Regions from separate parts of the Anser cygnoides genome. Here region 1 is linked to region 2. Evidence: chromatin contacts called from public Hi-C data. All regions are on one chromosome and are shown on one strand. Each heading gives the region's core, a stretch centred on a gene start, on an enhancer-like site or on the middle of the called end of the contact. The rest is flanking DNA. Distances are from core to core; before and after follow the strand shown. Region 1 overlaps JADE3 (jade family PHD finger 3). Region 2 holds the start of PLCXD1 (phosphatidylinositol specific phospholipase C X domain containing 1).

Region 1 (2,986 bases), core at 367-2,866, 49 kb after region 2:
TGTTTCACTCAGCCCCACACGTGCATCACAACGCCCTAGCCCTCCTGAGGGCGGCTGGCCAGAGCAGGATGGATGTTATCAGCAGGGTTGTGCAGCTCCACCCGCTCCTCACTCTCCATCCTTGCTTTTGCTGCCTTCTTTTGCTTCCTCCCCAGCTCCCGGGCAGGCAGCAGCACGGTATATCACAGCACCGGCCTGTGGGAGCAAGGGGAACTACAGCAACAGGTCGTGAAAAAACACCACCAACCATCAAACCCAGGAACGTGCTTGTCCTGAACCCTCCTTTACTCGGCAGTGTCAATGTCGGCCGTGCACACGTGCTGGTGTATGAGAAGCAGGGTGAGGCGGAAGGCCAGGCTGCAGCTCCCCCTCTACAGCTTGGTTTGTACAACCAGGGACAGACTGTCGTGCTACAACACGAGCAAATATATTAGAAAGTGAGAGCAGCGCAGCAAATGGTCTGTTACATTTGCTGGGCTAGGCAGAAACAAAAGCCAGGCTCGGACCATTTGCTAAACACAGCAAATCGGTGCTCACTGACTCTTCTTCGGGGAGGCTGAAGGGGAAAGGTTTTCCTTGACATTTCAACTTAAAGTATTGCCAGCTCTGCAGAAATAATTCACTCCTGATGGACACAGCACTGCTGTTAGACCCATTAGTTTAACAGCCTCCCAGACACGGAGGGTAAAGCCCTGAATAAATCACAACAAATGAAAATACTGTTAGCAGTTTCATAATTTAATGAAAAAGTACTTGTAAAAAGGGGACATCTGAAAAAGACCGAGTCCATCTTGGAAAATTGAATATATATATATTTATATATATAAAACAAAATGCAAAAACACAAAAAAAAATGACAAATAAGGTTAAGAGGTAATACTTCAAACAGTTAGCCACCGAACACACAATAAAAACTAGCAAATGCACTTTGGGGACAATACTTGAGAACTACGTAACCAAGGGCTCCTTCATATATCTATTAAAATCATGTAAAAATTAGCAAAACCATTGCCCAGGCGGGAAACAACTGAATTAATAACCCCAGAAGAGCAGAAATGCTGAGTTTTGCTGAAGCACCATTTTCCTCCCCTCCGCCATATGCTTCTGGCCACAAAATGGCATGAACGCTTTGCCAGCCTCCCACGTAAGTGTTCCCAACGCAAGCTTCATAAAATTTTGTGACCAGTAAGAGGATTACTAATAAATATCGAAGGAAAACTAAGAGAGTCAGAACTGGAATACAAATGAACAAACATTTGTTTACTTATTCTGAGTGACCCATGGCTTAGAACACAAAGCATTTCCCATTAAAATAAAATATGTGGAAACCTAAAATGCTACTGCATATTTACACCAAAAGAAATAATTTTGAAGATACAGCTCTAGAAAGACAAATTACACAAATATACATAAAATCAAGAAGTGGGGAGAAAAAAAAAAAAGAAACTGCATGAAGCAAATAGAGCAGGATTGCTAAGGATGCCGTTTCGTGTTTTTATTTCATTAAAGCCCTCCAGCCCCTGACTTGCTAGTCCTATTGCAACGAGGGAGATTTCAAAGCTTAAACCAAATCTAAAAGCGTTGTTATTTCCCAAACTAAAAGCAGTAAATTAAGATAATGGAGAAGAAAAACATGCTGTTTGGCTTCTGCATAGTCATCGTCACACTGGGTGCTGACCTTTCATTTGTAGGGAAAATGAGCCCCCATCTGAACAGAGGCGTGCGGGATGCCCTACGCAGCCCATGTCCCAGCTCAGCCGGTGACTGGGGACAGAGGATGCTGCGGATTTATGGAACGTACGGCATTTCAGAGAGGAAAAGTGCAGTTACTCTGTTGATCAACACAACACGGTCTAGAACACAAGAAATTTGTCCGCATTCAAGCAGAAATCCCAGACGAAATAAACAAACCGAAAAGGGTTTCCCCTCCCTTCTCGCTTCCTCAACAGAGGTTGAAGTTTAAACGCTGGTTAACAACTGATTTTAAAGCACGTTAAAAAAAAAGTTTTAGTTTGGGAAACAGCAACTGATCCAGAGGTTGAAAAGCAGCTTAACGTAACCATAAATTTTCAGCAATAAAAAAAACATACTCCAAATGATGACTGGCTAAAATTTCACAGGCCTAGATGCCAGAAGTGAGGCTCCTAAGCCCACATTGAGGCAGCTAGGGTTGAAAATTCGTGCCTAAATAAAAAATTCAGGCAAAATTATTTCTAATTCATCTAATTTTAAAAACACCAGGTACAAACACCTCCGGATGTGAAATTTCAGTTTCAAGAGGAACCTGGCATCACCGGTGATTGCCTAAATGTAAGTGTCAAATAGCATTTTTCTTTGAAGTAGTACATCTACTTTTGTAAACACTATCCACAAAATTAGCCATCTGTACTTGTTAGCTGGGTAAAATATTTACAAGTGCATCCCACAACAAGCAACTATGTACAGAGATTAAAAAAAATGAAGTACTAGAAGTTGTATATTTACAAAATAAGCAAATAATTGCGAAGAGAAACACGACCTTCAGCAAGAGCAGGGACCGGGGGCACGTCTAGAGGTCAGTGAGTTTGGCAGCGCCAGCGACGCCGGCTTCCACCCTCCGCGAGGAGCCCGCAAACGCCACCGCCGTTCGAGGCCCCGCGCGGAAGGGGCCGTCGCCTAGTAGTCGCTTTGGGCCTGATCCAGCAGAGCGCTTGGGCACGGGCTGGGCCACCCGAGGGAAAGCAGCAGGGTTTTTCATGCGCTCAGCTTTCTCGCGCGTCCCCAAGTGCCTTGCTGGATCAACGCCACGCGGCAGGTGCTGTAAGGACGCGGTTTTAGCGTCTCCGTCTGCAGCCCCCTGCAGCGCGCTCGAGCAATGCAAGGACTCCTCTATTACCTGTCCAGCGCCACACGGCTGACATAGCGTGAGCACCTTGCCTCGCACGCACGCTGGCAAGGAGGAAGCAGTTTCCTGAATTTACGCCAGGCCCAACCGCCTCACGCTTCC
Region 2 (2,958 bases), core at 87-2,586:
AACCCCAACCTCAGCGGCAGCCCGCCCAGAAGGGAACTGCCGCCACGGCAAGTCCGGGAGACAACGCGAACCCCGCCAACCGCGCCAGCGCGGAGCGAGCTTCCGAGCAGAAGGGCGAGGGGAATGAAAATTAATAATAACGTAAAAACCCCGAAAAGCGGAACGCTCCCCGAGCAGCGCTCCCCGCGGCGTGTCAGCGCTGCCCCTGCCGGCAGCCGTGCCCCCGGCCCGCAGCAGGGCGGGCGGCTCCCCCCGCGCCCCCTCACCTCCTCACAGCGGCGGCACCGCCGCCATCCCGCTCCCCCGGGCCTGCCCGGGCTCCCCGGCACGGCCGCGGGCGCAGCCGGGGCCGGGCGGGGCCGAGGCCGGGGCCGGGGCCGGGGCTGGGGCCGGGGCAGGCCCCGGGCAGGTGGCTGAGGGGCGGGAGGAGCCCGCGGCCGGCTGGGGGTGGAAGGGAGCAGCGGGGGGGGAGTGGCGGGCCTCCGGCCGCGTTAAAACCCCAAAAAAAATAAAAACTCTTATAAATATACCAGTGGTACCTTAGGTGTCTGCTGCTTCGCCCCTTTCTCACAGAGTTTCCGTCCTTCAGTTTCTTTTCCTCATCTTGCCAGGCTCGCATCCGTGTGGAAATTTGGAAATTCACCCGTATTTATGACGGCTCCCTGCAGAAATCCAGGCAAGGTCCTCGACGAGCTTTCCTGTGGAAGCAGGCAGGCGGTAAAGCAGGGAGGGAGTGCCCTACAGAGGCAAACACGCAAACCCCCGGTGCGGTTTCGGAAGCAGGGTGCCCACAGGGCTTCTCTTCCCCCCGCAGGGCAGCATTCCTAGTGGGTCATCTGCAGTGGGACTCCGCGATCACACCGCGGCCAGGACGAGGGGAAAACTCAGGCTGCTACCACGTCGTGCCTCTTCACGCAAGGGCGTATCTTCCAGATACCCCTTCTTCACTATCTCAGTTTTGCAGAGCAAAAAGGAAGAACCGTGTTCTTGCACAGAGCGAAACTTGGAGGAGTGGCAGCGGGCAGAGCTGGTTAACATCCAGCTGCCGAGCCTCTTCCCTTGGCAGTCCCAGGACAGCAGGGCTGCTGAGCCTCCATGGTTGTGCCACGTTTCAGACTGCTGTTTATAGATCAACACTCCTCTAAATTATCCCAAAATTTTCAGGAGATATAAGATAGACATGGAGCAGGTTGTAAAGGTAGGAACCAAAAGGACAAAATGCCCGGAGGGGTGAAGTTGAGCAAAAGAGAAGGTAATAAAGAGGAGATGCTGTTTATAGGCTGGGGGGGGTTCCATAGGCATGACAGAAAGTGGCTGAGAACAGTTTCAGGAGAACCATCGTGTGTGAAGTTGTCAGGGCTAATTGGGAAATATGGCTGTAGAGAGGAAGAATTACAAGTTGTTTTTGTGTTAATTTGAGACGAACAACAGGAAGATCAAAAAACAAACCAAACCAAACCAAACCAAAAAAAAAAAAAAACCATGGAACTGAAATACCAAAATATTTTATCCTGGAGGCATTATAACAGGACTTCAGGTCCTGGGACCTCAGGTCCTGGGACCTCAGGACCCAGGTTTGGGTCTCAGTTCTTCTTCAGCTGCTCTGGAATTACTGGAGATAGCAAGACAGTTGCTCCTGGTTTAGTCCCTAGGTCACAATCTCTCTAGGGGGGATTTAGGAAGCCAGTAAAAGGAGGAATGACGGGAAATTAATCAGCAAGCGATTAAGCCCTGAATAAGCATGTCTCCCAAGGAAGGGTCAAGGAAAGGATAACCTATAGCAATATTTGCAAAAGTAATGATAGCAGATCTCAAGATCGGGGGGGGAGGTGGGGGAGCCCAAGATTTCTCACCATGCCTGCAAAATAAATGTCTACATTAAAAAGATGGATAGTGGAGTTCAAAGATATTGGACACAGAAGAACTTCTTACCCAGAAGGAGCTTTTGAAGCATTTGGTAATAAAAAGGTTTAAAGCTGGTTACATTTATGAGAATCAAAACACATAGATACAGAAGCTTCAGCATTGCATCTTGATGGAAACACAGGCCTGATTTATAGCTGTGGATCAGAGTGAAATATTTCTGGTTTATTAGTCAGAGCGACACCAGTCAGAGAGGCTTAAACTGGACTTCATACATTTAAACAGGCCTGGCTGCCCAAAATAAGATAAACTGCACTCAGTCTGAGAGAAATCAATCATCTTCTCGGAGGACTTCAAGCCTTCGGAGGTTTATTGAATGCTGGCAATATCTGGGATGTTGCGAGAGATTTTTTTCTTCCCTCACCATTTTTTTTTCCAGACATTGCACACCACCACTTCTTTACTCCATAACATGCAGAAATGCCACGCAGCTGGTAAACAACCTTAGCTGAATTCCCTGGATTTGAGGTGTTTGCTTGTTCTGGGGACATTTGCAACACCCTGGCAATGTGTGTTTGTTCCTGCCCTGACTGACTGATAAGTCCCCTCAACCCTCACCTAATTTCTGTCTTTGGGAACAAACAGGCAGCCTAACATTTCAGAGAGAAGGCTGCATATCTGACGGCTGCAGCTGTGATGACGCCTGAGAGCAGGGCAAACAGTGAGGAGACAGCCTGCAACACCAGGGAGATCACCCTGCGCAATAAGAAGGGCCTGGGAAGGTGGTCGGCACTACAGCCACCCTGCAGGTCTGTGCCCTAGAGAAAAAATATGTCCCAGATGTGCCTGGAGTTGGTTTCTGGTTCCCTGCGTTTGCTTCTGGGGCTGCTGTGCTGACTCCTGATCCCCATGTCTGTCAATGAGGTGCCTTTGGTGACCTAGTACCAGGCAGCAGGAATCACCTGGCACAAGGGTTTTGGTGGGATTTACGTAGCCCGAATGCATCCCAACGTATCCGTGCCATCACGGAGGGACAGCCCTGACTTTATCTGCAGCAGGCAAATTCAGAGTAAAAATGCCACTCTGATAGCTCAA

The links. A called contact is a pair of places that touch in the nucleus more often than the background predicts.
Region 1: a contact with region 2 is called in a Hi-C map of liver, with 2.8 times the contacts expected there. The contact joins the enhancer-like site here to the promoter of PLCXD1 in region 2. A contact is called at or near these places in 2 of 7 Hi-C or Micro-C datasets (both in liver).

Annotation. Positions count from the first base shown.
Region 1 is chr1:139,592,950-139,595,935 of Taihu_goose_T2T_genome, forward strand. It overlaps JADE3 (jade family PHD finger 3), which reads right to left. Exons shown (of 11, transcript XM_066983254.1): 11 at 718-2,986. Among named protein-coding and RNA genes, the nearest start is that of PLCXD1, 48 kb to the left of the region's middle. Within about 2 kb of position 1,617, at least 1 of the 3 cell types and tissues checked has open chromatin away from gene starts, as enhancers often do. A contact at or near this core is called in liver, where this site is marked.
Region 2 is chr1:139,544,661-139,547,618 of Taihu_goose_T2T_genome, forward strand. It overlaps PLCXD1 (phosphatidylinositol specific phospholipase C X domain containing 1), which reads right to left and starts at 1,337. Exons shown (of 7, transcript XM_048051174.2): 1 at 540-1,337. The coding sequence starts at 619.